Regions from separate parts of the Mus musculus genome. Here regions 2, 3 and 4 are each linked to region 1. The links are chromatin contacts, called in public HiChIP or PLAC-seq and promoter capture Hi-C maps. All regions are on one chromosome and are shown on one strand. The core of a region is the stretch at or near the end of the contact, and the rest is flanking DNA. Distances in the headings are between cores, read along the strand shown. Region 1 holds the start of Snhg16 (small nucleolar RNA host gene 16). Region 2 overlaps Septin9 (septin 9). Region 3 holds the start of Galk1 (galactokinase 1). Region 4 has its middle 72 kb from the start of Gm39478.

The links. Promoter capture Hi-C pulls out the DNA fragments that hold promoters and counts their contacts. HiChIP or PLAC-seq counts read pairs in DNA pulled down with a chosen protein or histone mark.
Region 2: a promoter capture Hi-C map of the C10 cell line shows a contact between it and region 1, with 2.6 times the contacts expected there. The contact joins the enhancer-like site here to the promoter of Snhg16 in region 1. A contact is called at or near these places in 2 of 39 promoter capture datasets (the C10 cell line and cranial neural crest), 1 of 484 Hi-C or Micro-C datasets (liver) and 1 of 115 datasets of contacts at active chromatin or transcription factors (embryonic stem cells).
Region 3: a contact with region 1 is called in a promoter capture Hi-C map of pre-B cells. The contact joins the promoter of Galk1 here to the promoter of Snhg16 in region 1. A contact is called at or near these places in 2 of 39 promoter capture datasets (hippocampal neurons and pre-B cells) and 3 of 115 datasets of contacts at active chromatin or transcription factors (T-cell acute lymphoblastic leukemia, embryonic stem cells and memory CD8 T cells).
Region 4: an H3K4me3 HiChIP or PLAC-seq map of bone marrow-derived macrophages shows a contact between it and region 1, with 3 times the contacts expected there. The contact joins the enhancer-like site here to the promoter of Snhg16 in region 1. A contact is called at or near these places in 2 of 39 promoter capture datasets (embryonic stem cells and hippocampal neurons), 1 of 484 Hi-C or Micro-C datasets (liver), 2 of 115 datasets of contacts at active chromatin or transcription factors (bone marrow-derived macrophages and embryonic stem cells) and 1 of 9 other capture datasets (embryonic stem cells).

What each region holds. Positions count from the first base shown.
Region 1 is chr11:116,669,831-116,673,430 of GRCm38.p6, reverse strand. It overlaps Snhg16 (small nucleolar RNA host gene 16), which reads right to left and starts at 1,771. Exons shown (of 5, transcript NR_027821.1): 1 at 1,675-1,771; 2 at 1,076-1,267; 3 at 693-767. Snord1c (small nucleolar RNA, C/D box 1C) reads right to left here and starts at 926; the gene lies at 849-926.
Region 2 is chr11:117,343,248-117,346,847 of GRCm38.p6, reverse strand. All of the region lies in intron 2 of Septin9 (septin 9), which reads right to left. Among named protein-coding and RNA genes, the nearest start is that of Gm51932, 9.4 kb to the right of the region's middle. RefSeq lists an enhancer at 1-3,600. Within about 2 kb of position 1,772, at least 83 of the 459 cell types and tissues checked have an H3K27ac peak or open chromatin away from gene starts, as enhancers often do. A contact at or near this core is called in embryonic stem cells and liver, where this site is marked.
Region 3 is chr11:116,010,672-116,014,271 of GRCm38.p6, reverse strand. It overlaps Galk1 (galactokinase 1), which reads left to right and starts at 1,553. Exons shown (of 8, transcript NM_016905.2): 1 at 1,553-1,758; 2 at 3,056-3,245; 3 at 3,590-3,600. The coding sequence starts at 1,594.
Region 4 is chr11:117,192,656-117,196,255 of GRCm38.p6, reverse strand. No RefSeq gene overlaps it. Among named protein-coding and RNA genes, the nearest start is that of Gm39478, 72 kb to the left of the region's middle. Within about 2 kb of position 1,650, at least 14 of the 459 cell types and tissues checked have an H3K27ac peak or open chromatin away from gene starts, as enhancers often do. A contact at or near this core is called in bone marrow-derived macrophages, where this site is marked.

The DNA.
Region 1 (3,600 bases), core at 522-3,021:
CTGCCACTAAGAGGTGACACTATACAAAGGAGTGTCTCCTTTCCCCACCCACATGTACAAAAGCATATGGCTGTCTGTTAAGACTGAGGATTAAAAAAACCTATCTCAGGAGGTGCTTAAACATAGCCAGTGCTCTGGTCTTGCTGTGAGAATGGTCATCAAACCGTTTCTCCATGCCTGCTCAAACCTCGAGGACTCTTAATTCCACTCCATACCCGTCTCATCCACTGACCTGGGTGGAAATGTGTGTATTTTAACACTTTTTACGTGTTCTGAGAGATATCCAGGTTTGGAAGCCAGTGATTCTGTGTTACAGAAGACAAGGCTCTGTGCTACTCCCAGGTAGCAGGCCCAAATCTTTACTTAACCCAATTTCTAGGCCAAAAAACAGCTTGGTGGCTAAAGGGGAAACCAAACTCACTCAAGTCAACCAGACACATAGATGCAGTGGCACACGCATATACAAAAGAAACAGAACCCACTCACTGAACGTCAGTTTACTTAGCAGTTGAGTGAGGAACAATTTTGTATTCACCAATGTTAAATGCAGCTTGTGAGAGTGCTGAGTAAGGAGGACCACGCCCTCCTCTGGACAATCAATCCCCAACAACCTCTAACCCCACCCCCACCCCAAACCTAACAACCAACCCTTCCCAGCTACCACAACCCCTGCGACTCTATGAAGCTCTTACCAGGCGCAGGCATCCTGAAGGCCCTTGTGCACCACCACGCCTTTCCATGATGCTTCCTGGAGACAACACCTCCGTCTGAAGGAGTAATAAAGAGATCCCACTTCATTCTAACAGAAGCAACCTTACTGTGGTCATTCTCAAAACAGACCTCAAAACGTCGAGCCTCAGTAAACCATGACTCTTCACAAAAGTGTCATTTCAGACAGGGATAACTTAAATCATCCTCAGCTCAACCAGCAAGAGGCCCCCCAAACCCCCCAGTGCCAACCCAACTCATTTTTGGAAATCCGGTTCTGGCAACCACGTTGAGTTGCAGAACGACACTCTATAGCCCCAAATTACACCGGCACAGACCCTCTTCTGGACTTGTTTGGAACCCTTACCGACACGGGCTGCAGAGGGCTCAACGCGCATTCTTCTGGCTGAACTTGAGAACTATGTCTGAGGCAGATGCCCACCATCTACCTATGCCTTCTGACGGGTGGACCACACCGAGCCCGTTGGCTTTCAGGGATCCAGCCATTACTTCTGAGACGGAACCTGCATCTTGTCTCCCGAGTGCCAAAAGGCAATGCCTTCGGGGAAGGAGAAGTTATGCCGCGTTAGAGCTAACGGCTTTCAGTTTTCAATCCCGTTCATGACAATCTGTAGTTAGCAGGAGTCACTCGTGTTCACTTAAGGCCACCACCCTCAATGGAGACCCCAGGGAAGACAGAGCTGAGCACATGGCTGGCTTTGGGTCACAGAGAGAAGACCGCTCCCCGCCCCAAGAGAAGGGAGATCGAAGACCAAAAAGGGCTTCATCCCGTCCGCATCAAACGTCTCGCAGTCTGGGGAGCATTTCCTTAGACAGCATCTCAGACCTCCTAAGGCCCACAATAGCAAAGGAAAGGGCTGATCGTCGACACGTCACCTCCGGAGAGAGCAAGCGTGTCGACGGTATGTGTAGGAAAAACCTCATCTTCCCTTTTCCACAACTTACCATCACCCAAAGCTTAGGCCTTTCAGGGAGAACACCACAGACCCGCGCGGCCATAACTTCCAAACACGCGGCAGAGGACCTCGGAAAGGACGAGATCGCGCTTGCGCGCAGTCTTCCCGTTTTCCCTCCCCTCCGCAAGTCTCGCCGGAACTCTCGCGATGTCGAGAATGGTTTGATGGGAAATGTAGTTCTAAATCTACCGTTGCCAAGAATGGGTCGTCTCACCTCACATTGAGTGAAGAGAAAGGGGTAAGATGGTGGCAGCCACCAGGGGCAGCAGAGGGTTCGGGGTAAGGAGCTTGGACTGTGAACTTCGGCGGTCCCCCGCTAAGTCTGGGGAGGTGGAGAATGTTCGAGGGTTCAGGGACCGTTGAGGAAACTGAGGCTCGTTAATTGTGCTGCAGATTTTTATCTGGGGTGGAGAAATGTCACTTGGCTTAGTTCCTTAGTGAAGTCCAGGGAGAGTCCCAGGGAATGGGCAGAAGCTTTTAAGATGGGGGCGAGAGCGGGTTCCGGCGGCAGGGGGCACTCGAGAGCTGCAGGGGCGACCGTCAGTAGCAGCAGCAGCAGCCCCAGGTATTCGCCTGCCTGTGGCACTGTTCTCACAGGGAAGATACAATGAAATCGGCGCTGAGGACTAGCCGGTATAAGTTGGAGATAAAAACCATTTTAATAGAGGGGTTTAGTGTGAGGATTAGGAGAAAGAGAAGCGCTCAAGAAGAATGCATACCCAGGGTGGGAACTGGCTCAAGGAGAGTTGCAATTGATTGTGTTAGCCATGTATAATTCTAGTAGCTCGTGAGTTACATCTTAAAAGGTTGCTAGGAGACACCCCCTCCCCACTTTCTTGCTATCTTGGTAAGTGAAATAAGTGTGCTGGCCCCAGAGAAGCGTTGGATGGAACTGTAGGCACAAGTCGCTAGGGGTTGCATGGGGGTGGGGGTGGTGTAATTGGTGAGGGTCGCTGAAAAATTGTAGTTTAATATCTGGGAAGGGCAAAAGGGCCTTCAGCAGTTGGTAATTATGCCAGAATTCTTGTTTCTCTGTTGGCAAGAGACTTGACAGGATTCCTGAATGAGGGACCCTCTTCCTCTATCGTGGGCGTGTTTTCCATGTCTTTCGATCCTGCCTCGTTCGTTTAGAGTATCATTTTGCATGGGGCATCTTGACTTCATTTTTAAATAGGACAAAATGGCAAGGCAGGGCCAGAACTTATACCTATTTACAAGCTAGTTTAAATTTACAAGATCTAGAGCCTTTTATTCACAACCCTCGCCCGGTCCTCCAGTCCTCCTCAAATGGAACTCTGTAGCATTTAGCCTGTATCATCTTTTTAATGTGGAAATCTGTTACTCACTCTTAATGACCATATCCGTGTATATTTCTCTCCTTTAATTTAATTGTGAGTCCTTTTGGGGGGAGGGAACTCTCTTAATATTTTTTTTATTCCCTCATAGTGCTGGGCTTAGTGTTGGGCTGTGTCTTTCTCACAGAATGTCCCAAGGAGATAATCAATAATGTATTCAGCAAGAACACAGGCCCTTGAATTTTCTATCTTACCCTTGAAGACAGACTATTTTGTTGAGTTCTGACAGGAAGGATGCATTTTCTCTCGGCACATTAAGTTCTTTCATGTGAGACTTGCAGGGGGAATTCTCAAGAATTTGCCCAAAGCCGCTTGTGAAACTCGTGGGCACGTGACCTTCGGCAGACAAGATAATAATGGTAGTTAGCACATGACGAATTGGATTCGCTAGGTGGCTGCTCACTGTCTCAGGTTCTTTAACCCTCGCTATCTATGAAGCCCTGGGACTATCCCATCTGGCAGATGAGAAGACACGTGTCAAGAGGGGAGGGGAGGGGCTGGTTAAAGCCTCAGTGGTGCCTGACTTGGTTTGATCTCAGCCCGCAGAGTTTATGCTTTTA
Region 2 (3,600 bases), core at 523-3,022, 670 kb before region 1:
AGTGGGCAGAGAGGAGCCTAATGAGCCCACTGGGGAAATAAAGGTGAGGAAAAAAATAAAATAAAGTAAGATAGCCATGTGGGAAGCTGGCCCGTGCAGAGCTGGGGGCCAGAGGAGCAGGACTCGCCCTGGAGAGAGAGCGACAGTAATGGCGGCAGATTCCTATGTCCTCAGAGATCAGATCCACAACAAGGTCAGTCAGCAGATACACTGTGCTAAGAAACTGACCAGTGGGTGAAAGGGCAGGCTCAGGCAGGTGCACGGAGGAAGCTTTACAGAGTAAGATTTTAAATGGAGCCACGACAAACCCCCACAGACTCCCCGATACAGGAATGTTACGCCACAAAAAAGTGAGGACTTGAGGCTGGGAGAATGGCTCAGTGGATAAAAACACTTGTTATGGAATTACTGAGGACCCGAGTTCAAATCCCCAGTACTCCTGTAAGAGCCAATGATGACTCTATGTGCCAGAGCTGGAGGCTGTGGAAACAGAGAGGCATTCCAGAAGCTGAACTGACAGACCTTCAGTGAGAGACCCTGTCACACAAAAAAAGGTGATTGACGAAGGTCAGCATATTCCTCTGGTTTCCACCTGCTTGTACATCTGCGCACACACACGTATGGACACACACACACACACACACACACACACACACACCACACAGATGATCTAGATCAGCAGCTTCTGTGGCTGGAGAGATGGACAAATGCAGGAGGGATACAGAGTCAAGGAGCATGGGACATAAGTCTGAGGAGCCCACGTTAGAGGGGTCAAGGCTCTAGCAGCTGACTCCCTGGGCGGCTCGACCCAGGTTGTCAGCACATGGGTGGGCAGAGATGTGGAAGGCTGCTTTCTGGGGAGCTGGGACTTCCCCCATCTTCTTCACCCTGCCTTCACAGTGCCCTGGCCCCTGCTGACTCACCGGAGGACCCTGCGCTCCCCATAAATGTCACAAGAGGCTCCCTGTCCTGTTCCAAAGATGGAAACTGCATATAAATGATCAAATCTTGCAAATTCATGTGCCCGGTTTCAAAAGCCGAACTTTTTAAAAGTGCACATGGCTCATCTAATTTGATAAGTAAGTCAAATCGAATTACACTTCACACTTTGTTTGGGGCAGGAAGTGTCTCCTTGGAGTCTGGTTAAAAGCATGGATGCCAGAAATCTGAGACTCCTCCTGCACCGCCCCCGGACCCCCACTTGGAAACCCAACACAAAGGCTTGGCCTTGGCTTTGGCCTCAGTAGAGAGGGATTTGCAAAGGGAGCGCTTCCCACCTCTCCCAGCTGGAGTGCCTTCCCCAGTCCAAGTTCCAAGAGGGGACTTAACACTGCCCTGATGTGGTTTCCGCAAGCTGCTCTCTGCTGGGAGATGCTTGTGACCTTGCGTCCGATAAGGGCCTGGGACGGACAGAGAAGTTTGAGACTTCATCCCATCCACTCCTCCTTTCCTTCGATGAGGGCAGGGTGGGGAGGTGTGCAGAGGCAGGGGCCCTAGGCATCCCAAAGAAGGGAGTAGGGTCCCTGCTTTGGCTGTTTGCCAAGCTTCCCTCACCCAACCTCCCCTCTATTGTAGGGAGGACTCTCAAGGAGCCCTGTACTTCTGCCAACGTGGTTTCAATTGGCCCCAATCCACAGAGGCAAACTTGGACCAAGTCCAGGGGCGCCCCACCCCCCTCGAGGAGACCCCTTCTGTTCTTCATTTACAGCTAGCAGTTTCTCACTAGGCTGGGCCTATTGAGACATCAACCTTTGCTCAGGGCAGGCTGCAACCTGCAAGCCCTTCTCATTCATTTCCTCAAAAGCCACAGCAGATTTCCAACAGCACACTAAGGCCTCTGCAGAGCCCTCCAAAGTTCTGGGTCAGGGATTTAAATACGGTTCCGGTTCCGGGGTCCACTGACCACCCTGCTTGGGCCCATCCTTGGGGTCATCTATTACATAGCAGCATCGGGGAAGGCAGCCCTGACTCTGCCCACCCCCAGGAATCTCCAACAGCAACAGCTGCACCTGAAGATCCAGCCCTACCCAGGACGCCACTGGCATGTCCTACTGCAGCAGGGGCCATCGAGGCTGCTGGGCCACAGATTCCCTTTGCTCTTGACAAATGTCTATGGAGAAAGAAGGGGGTGGGAGAGAGGCCACTCCATCACCCCACTGTGGACACTGGCCATTTATTACAAGAATTTCCTCTTATCAGGGATGTCCCCTAAGGGGGGGGAGGCGACAGAGCTGCTTCCCAATCCCTTGACCCCTGTCCTATCAGCTGCTGTCAGCTGCTGACATACACCAGAGCTTGGGGTGGGTGAAACATGGTCAAAGGTTCCCCCAACTTATGAAATCATTTGAAATAACAAAAAGTAGACACCCCGCCCTACCCCTCTACCCTCCTACCCCCTGCCGCCAGAAATCCCGTGGACAAAGGCCTGACCCCAGAGATACAGATCTTTTCTGCCTAGGTCAGCTGATACTGCCAAAGGCTTCCGGGTGCCCCATTCACTTTGTTGTGGTGGGGGTGGGGGTCAGGGCATGACATGGGACAGGACGAGACTGAAGGCAGGGTCTTAAGGGCCAGGTAGAGAGAAGCTGGTCCTGGCTGGTGCAAGAGGGCGTGACCACAGGACCTTAAGGAAGAAGAAACCTGTGACTGTATTATGGAGTCCAACAAGGACAGGCAGAAGAACTGAGATGAGCCACTCACTCTTGCAGCTACAGATCCCTGTCCTGGGGAGATCCTGAAACCCAAGAATTCTAGCCATCCACCAGGGAACACGAATCCCTCGGCACCAGTGTATGTTGAAAGATCCTCACACCATGACCTAGTTCTCTAAGGAGAAGCAACCAACCAAGTAGAGCAAATGCCTCAGGGCAGCCTATGACGCACTGTTGAAATGAATGACCAAGCAGTGTCATGTAATGCTGCCTGAACAGAGAGTAAGGATGGGTGGGCAGGCAGACTGACAAATGGACAACGGATGGATGGATAGGTGGATAGACAGATGGGTGGTTGGATGGATGGATGGATGGATGGGTGGATGGACGAATGGGTAGATGGACAGACACGGGTAGATGGACGGATAGATGGATGAATAGATGGATGGATGGGACAGACAGACGGACAGGTGGGTAGATGGATGGTCAGACAGGTGAATGGATGGACAGACAAGTGGGTAGATGGATGAACGGATGGAGAGGTGACAGATAGACAAATGCTCATCACAGTTCAACAGGCATGTATCAAGACTCCATATACCAGGTCCTGCACTAAGTGTTTGGTATCTATAGCTACTGTTGTCCAAGTCTATATATGCAAGAACTGTCTGGAAGTGTAAATGAACTCTGGGTACCCTGCCCCTGCCCCCACTATTGGGAATGCTGTCTCCAGCTATACCACAATGGTCCCCCCTCTGTTTTATCACCACAAATCCAGTTAGGGTGTCTTATTCAAGGCTGTGTATGCTGTTAGTTATCCCTCTATCTCCCATTGGCGGTACACTAATGCCACAGGTACCCACATGCCTGCACCCAGATTTTACCTGGGTTCCAGAAACCAAACTTGGGTCGCGTTTTACTCAGAGCCATCTCCCCAGCCCTGGAAGGA
Region 3 (3,600 bases), core at 304-2,803, 660 kb after region 1:
TGCTTCTGCTTCCTGAGTACTGACCTGTGCTATTAGAGCTTGCTTCTTTCTTTCTTTCTTTCTTTCTTTCTTTCTTTCTTTCTTTCTTTCTTTTTTTCTTCCTCTCTTCCTTCTTGTTGATTGTTTTGAATGCCGCCTTCTTCTTCTCCTTCTTCTTCTTCTTCTCCCTCGGCTGTCCTGGAACTCACTCTGTAGACCAGGCTGGCCTCTGAACTCAGACATCTTCCTGCCTCTTCCTCCCAAGTGCTGGGATTAAAAAGCTGTGTGCCACCGTGCCTGGCTCACATACTGCTTTCTTTTCTTATTTTCTTTCTTTTTTTTTTTTTTTAGAAGATCACACCTTCTTTTTTTGTTGTTTTGTTTTTTTTAAAGATTTATTTATTATATGTAAGTACACTGTAGCTGTCTTCAGACACTTCAGAAGAGGAAGTCAGATCTAATTACGGATGGTTGTGAGCCACCATGTGGTTGCTGGGATTTGAACTCAGGACCTTTGGAAAAGCAGTCAGTGCTCTTAACCACTGAGCCATCTCTCCAGCCCCACATACTGCTTTCTTGATTTACATGTCTTTTGTTAACAAAACCTGTTTATTTGTTTTCTAGACAGAATCTTAGCCCAGACTGGTTTCAGACTGCCGCTCCTCCGGCCTGAGTCTCCCATGTGCTGAGATGGACTACTATGCCTGGCTTGGAAATTATTTAATTTTTGAATAAGATAGTACATTTATTTGTGTGTTTCTTTTGAATGCATGTGCTCTCTACCACTGAGCTACACCCCCTACCGTTCTCCACTCTTACTGTCTTACATTTTAGTCCTTCTGTTAGAAGGTTTCACACAAGGTGACCAGGAATAGCTAGGAATCCAGGCAAAGATTTGGGCCAGCATGAAGGCTTTAGATGGTCATGTCTCTGAGACCAAGGCTCTTGTGGAGGAAGCAACTGCTAGGGGCCAACAACATTAGCCATCTTTGCAGTAGCCTTTGCGTCATCGAGGAGTGCCTGAGCTTGCTTCCTGCCGGCCACTGGATGAGATGAACTTCAGTCCTCCATCGCCAGGAGCCAGAGAAGGAGCCTGTAAAAGGCTTCGAACCTTGGCTCTCCTTGTTTATCCCTAGACTGTGTACCACATCATCCTGTTAGAGACATGACCGACCAGGGGCTGACGACTTAGCATAACTTCGCTAGATCCTCTGGGACACTCAGCTGTTCCTGTTGCCAGCTCGTGTTGGTGTTGCCCTGGCTGTGTGAGGGATGATGATGATGGGGATGGGAGCGCATTAAGAGGCTCCAGGTTCAGGGATGGATGGGAAGTTCAGATCTCCATTTGTGTTAACTGCTACTCAAGTGGGAGCCCCAAACTCCTGCTAGGACATCACCGAAGATACAAGTTGCAACCGAGTCTCTTCCTCCAGCTGTCAGCTGCCGCGTTGGCTTGCGCTGGAGAGCTAAGTTTGGACCCCGCTCTGCAGGTGGGATGGGCGGGGCCGTCGTAGCGGGGGCGGGGTCCCGCGAAGGACAGGAATGTAAGTCCGCGCCACGTGGCTCCGCCCCCAGCATCCCGCGGGGCGGTGCGCCCAGCTGCAGACGAGCGTCATGGCTGCTTGGAGACCGCCCCGGGTCGAGGAGCTGCTGGCCGAGGCCCGCCGGGCCTTCATGGAGGAGTTTGGAGCCGAGCCGGAGCTGGCAGTGTCGGCGCCGGGCCGCGTCAACCTCATCGGGGAGCACACGGACTACAACCAGGGCCTGGTGCTGCCCATGGTGAGGGGCCGCATTGGGGACCCTTCCTTGTGTGTGCTGGCCCGGCCTGCGGTAGGGAAGGGCTGGCATAGGGGGCACGGGAGGGCGGGTACCCTCCGGGTGGAAGGCGGAGTGAAGCGGTCTAGCAGACGTGAGAGACCCCGGGACGTGCAGTTGTCCACGTGCGAAGACAGGAAGCCAGAGCTGGGGGGAGGGGGGCTGTGCGGTTTGTCTTCTCGAGCCCGCCTTCTGGGGGCATCGCCCACAACTTGGAAGTATGAACCTCTTAAAAATGTGAGGACCAAGGAAGCAATATAAGAGAGTATTAGGCATGGTGGCGCATTCCTAATAGTCCAGTACTGGGGAAGCTCAGGCATGAGAATTGCCACGAGTTCAAGATCAGCCTGAACTACAAAGTGAGTTCCAGGACAGCTTGGGCTGTAAGATTCTTAAAACAAGGAAAAAGAAAAAAAAGGAGGTTATTTAGCCCTCTGACTTTGATTGGGCCCACAGCACCGACCTAGACCTATGCAAAGGTAGACCTGTGTAAATGTAGCTTCCCCCCCCCCCCCCCCCGGCCCATCCCCTTGAATTTACAGAGAAAACAGTAGATCCACAGAGCACTAATGACTCCCTCAAAGTTACACATTCGGTTCTTGGACTCTCAGCCTGGGTCTCTCAGCGCATAAGTAGTTCCTGAACAAGGGATTACCGCGTGCAGAGCTGGGTCCAGGTGGGAGGAAGTCTGGAGCCCCTCTGGGCCTGTTTTTGCATAAGATCACTATCTGTCCCCTTTGGCCCACAGTTGGACGCTAGCTAGGGCAGAGTCCAGGTTCACATTCCTATCACCACTGGCCCCGCCCCTGAAGACCCACAAGGCTGTGCTCTGAGCCCCCAAGGCTAACGCTTAATTGAAGCGCTTTCTCCCATCTCCTTCAAGCTAAGCCTATTCCCTTCACGGCCCTGTGTGTCCCAGACGACAGAACCTTGGGGTTTGGATCCTGGTTGCTTCAGTCACCCTGGGGCTGTTCTAGAACTTCAAGTGACATGAGTTTTCTATTTGCAATGGGATATTCCACCCACATATACTTTTATTAATCCCAGCATTCTGAAGTAGAGGCAGGTGGGCCTCTTAGTTAGAGGATAGCCTGATCTACATAGAAAGTTCCAGACAGGATTGCACAGTGAGACCCTGTTTTCAAAAACTTTAAAAACAAAACAAAACAAAAAGCCAAAAATAGATTCTGTGGCTATGATGTGATCCTGGGTGGACTTCTTCTGTCAGGTGGTATAGACTACACATGCCTACTCCTTCCAGGCACTGGAGCTCGTGACCGTGATGGTTGGCAGCCCCCGGACAGATGGGCTTGTTTCTCTTCTCACCACTTCCAAAGATGCAGACGAGCCCCAAAGACTGCAGTTCCCACTGCCCTCAGCCCAGTGGTCCTTGGAGCCTGGAATCCCACAGTGGGCCAATTATGTCAAGGGAGTGATTCAACATTACCCAGGTATAGGACTCACTCAGGCTGCTTCTGGGAGGATCATCTCACCCCATCTCGGCATTCCTCCAGGGTGGAGCATCCCATTGTACTGATAAAGCCATTGAGGTTCTGGAGGCTTGGAACTTGCCCTAGGTTTCCTTTGTATGATTAGAGGAGCCCGAATTCAATTGTTAGCTTGCTGGCCTCTGCCACCCTAAATCGGGAAGGCTAGTAGGAAGATTAAGCCAGCACACTCAGAGGGCAGCAGAGTGGGTGGCTCCCTGAGTGGAGCAGGCTGGTAAGGCACGCGTTTTTCCTATGTCCACGCTCCCATCTTTATCAGCATCCTTCTTCCCCCCGCCCCCCCGCAGCTTCCCCGCTC
Region 4 (3,600 bases), core at 401-2,900, 520 kb before region 1:
AGCAATGTCCAGGGAGGGGGGAGGGGAAAGGGGAGAAGCCAGGGGTGGGAGGGACATTGATATTCTTCCAGATGGTTCCAACTTAAGAGACACATGTCATTGCTCACTGGTAAAATCTCATAGCATATAAAACACCAAGATGGATCCCATGCCTGTGAAATCAAAGCCCTTGGGGCAGCCCTGAGATTTCTGTGTGTGTGCTGGGTGACTCTTCTGCAAGCCTGAAATTGCCTCTAAATAAAAGTTTTATTAGTTTTTAAAAACCGTTTTGTGGGTGTGTTTGTCTGTCAGGGTGGGTTTTCAGCACACATACTGGAAACACCTTCTCTTTGAAAGGAGTTGGGTCGGTGCCCTACGTAGGTTGGTAGGTGCCAGAAGGCCTGAAAGGGCCTTTCACCCCCAGGAGTGTGGACACTGGCTGCTCAGAGCCTGACAGTGGCTGGCTCAGTGCTTAGATGAAGGGGGAAGCATGACTCAGGACTGGAGCCAAAGGGTGAGAATGTCCAATGGGCAGGCCCCAGAAGGCCCTCCGACTCTGACATCCCCTTTGGCCTGGACTCCTTTTGTCCTCTGTGGAGGGAATAAAGTTTTCATCAGAGCATAACTCCAAAACTGGCCGCAGAGTACCCGACATGCTTTGCGGTCACCTTGAACCGTCTTCCATCACCAGGACCTAGGTGCCTCCCCTTTACATCTGTGTAGGCTTCCGTTGGAGTGGGAAGTCACTTCTCAGACTAGGTTAGAGCTCTCTGCAGCTCTACCTTGCTGTCTTGGGCTTGGAGCATGAGGCCGCCAGCAAGAGTAGCCTCCCGGATTCCCACCCAGAGGAGGCTACGGCCCAGGGCGCATGGAAGTGCATTAATACAAAGACCATGGTTTGAAGCTGCAGTCACGCAACCCCTCTGTGTCTGGAGTCAGGGACCAAGCCTGTTTCTTCAGGTTCATCTCCAACTTTCTTTCAGTAGTTGGGAGCTGGCCACAGTTGGCATTGATAGAAGACAGATCTACCACCAAGTTCACAGCTCCAGAGCCTCTGTTTTTAGCCAGTTAGATCCAAGCTCTTTACTGACCGGGCTACTCCTTCTGGAGAGGGTTAGTCTGGCACAGCAACTCAGGCCTTCAGCGTCAGCAAGGAAGGGAGTCAGCCACCAACAAGAGATGAACAACCTCTTACCATCTGATAACTTTGATGTATAAAGTACCCCAAACTAGGTACTTTAAAAAGAAAAGAAATTTGGGTTGCAGTAGGCTAACCATTCTGGTGGCTAGAAAAAATCTAAAAGGCGGGGCACCAAGTATTTGGCATGTTTCCCAAATTAGCCTCACTGATTAAGGAGGGGTTACTCCAGGCTGTGAGAACTGAGAAACAGGCATTGCACCAGGCTCTCCCAGCAGCCACCTGCCTTGGGAAAGCCCCAAGTCTGTGACCCTAGTCATGGGTCTTCGCCTCGTCGAAGCCTTCCCAGTCAGTCAGTTTCGGGGTGGGTGGGGGTTGTAGCAGAGCTTCAGCCTCCAGCAGGCCCTCCCCCGTGTTATCATCTGAACCCCACAGCCTTTGTCTGCCTCTGTTCTCCTTTGAGGATCTCCCCATGGCCAGTGCTCAGCTGAGTGGTTCCCCTTAGGGGACCGTCCCATCGTAGGAGGACTAAGCTGACTCCACCGGCCAACTTGACTCAGCACCTTTGATGCTGACTCTGCTCTGATTCCGGCTCAGAGGGTCAGGCGATTGAGGCGTTGCTGAAGTGTGAAATTTACAGTAACAGTGTACACAGACAGTCCAGGAGAACCAGTGGGTGTGTCTCCTGACACTGCCTTCCTGGAAGGCACTCTGGAAAAATAGCAAGAGCTTTAAAATGCTCATGTGTTTTTGTCTCAGTAATTATTTTTTTTTCCAGTTGCTGATTCAAAATTGATCTCTTGAATGTGTCCATGTATTACCTGACATGGGCCCTGGAGACAGATTTTGCTTTGGTAAGAAAGATGGGCAGTGATCAGTTATCTAAGACCAGATGAACAGCATTGCGGGGAGGTTAAGAAAGTGTAGGGACAGGGGGTAGTGGCACACACCTTTGATCCCAGAGGCAGGGGAAGGCAGATATCTGAGTTCAAGGGTAGCCTGGTCTACAGAGTGAGTTCTAGGATAGACAGGGCTACACAGAGAAACCCTGTCTCGAAAAACAACAACAGCACATTCCTTACGTTTGCCCACTTAGAGTATTTCCAGCACTCTTGATCCTGTCTATAGAGCTGAGCTTTTACCTGCTATAATTGTCCCTTGAACTAAAATACCTGTTAGTCCTCACAGATCATACTGGGGAGATCCATGGGCTCGGTTCTGCTTATTTGTAAATCTCTGAATACCTAACTCAAAAAAAAGAAAGAAAGGAAGGAAGGAAGAAAGGAAGGAAGGAAGAAAGGAAGAAAGAAAGAGAGAGAGAGAAAAGAAAGAGAGAGAGAGAAAGAGAGAGAAAGAAAGAAGGGAGGGAGGGAGAGAGAGAGAAAGAGAAAGAAAACGAAAACAAACAAAAAACAAAGCAATGGAAAAAGAATGTGCAGGAAAGTAGGTAGACAGAACTAAACCAGGCCCTAAGGTCTGAGCACACGGAGAGTAGAGATCTCCTGAGAGCCAGGGAGAAGCAGATGAGTGCTGTCAGCCAGTGCAAAGGGCTTGCGGCAGAGGGAACAAGGAGCACAGCTGTCTTTCCTTTTTCTTTTCTTTCCTTTTCCTTTTCTTCTTCCTGTTTTACTTTTTTGAGATAGCATGTCATTTTGTAATCCTGGCTGGCCTAGGACTCACAAATTCCTTCTGTTTCTACCTACCAATTTCTACCTACCTGCCTTTTTTAAAGGCCACACCACAGTCAGCTCCACCTCCCAACCCCGCTAGGTTCCTCCCTATGCAAGGATCTGGAGGCCACTGGGGAGGCTGGAGAACTGGGCCTTCAGCGACCTAAAATTTGTATTACATATATTATAATTATATATTATAATTATATATTATGCATGTATGATAATACCTATAGTATATATTTATATAGTGTGTGTGTGTGTGCACCGCACCCACCGGGTGTGACGTGGGTTCTGAGCCTACACAGTGTTGTCTTCCTGCTTGAATGGCAAGCATCTTAGCCAGAGCCATTCCCTAGCCCCTCCAATGCAGAACTTCCTGCTATGTGAATATCCTCTCTGGCGATGATCCTTTTATTGCTGCTTTGGGTTTTGTTGAGACAGGGTTTTGCTATGTAGCCTAAGACCACCTTCAACTCAAGATCCTCCTGCTTCAGCATCCGAAGTGCTGGGATTACAGGTGTGTACTGCAGTTCCTGTCTTTTGACTTCAGAACCTTTTTTTAACCACAGGGCCCCTGGAAGATCCTATGAGACCTACTGTGAGGGGCTGTACAAAATGGAAGGGGGCCTGCTCTGGTTTCCTCTGGGTTCTCTTGAGTATCTACCACAGGCTGGGTCTGCTCTGAGTTGCCTCCATTTTGCATCTAAAGAATGAGTCCACATCTCATTTACACAAATATCTACCTGCATACCAGGAGGCACAAATTGAATGATAAGTTATGCCAATAAATAATGATACCTGGGAACCTAT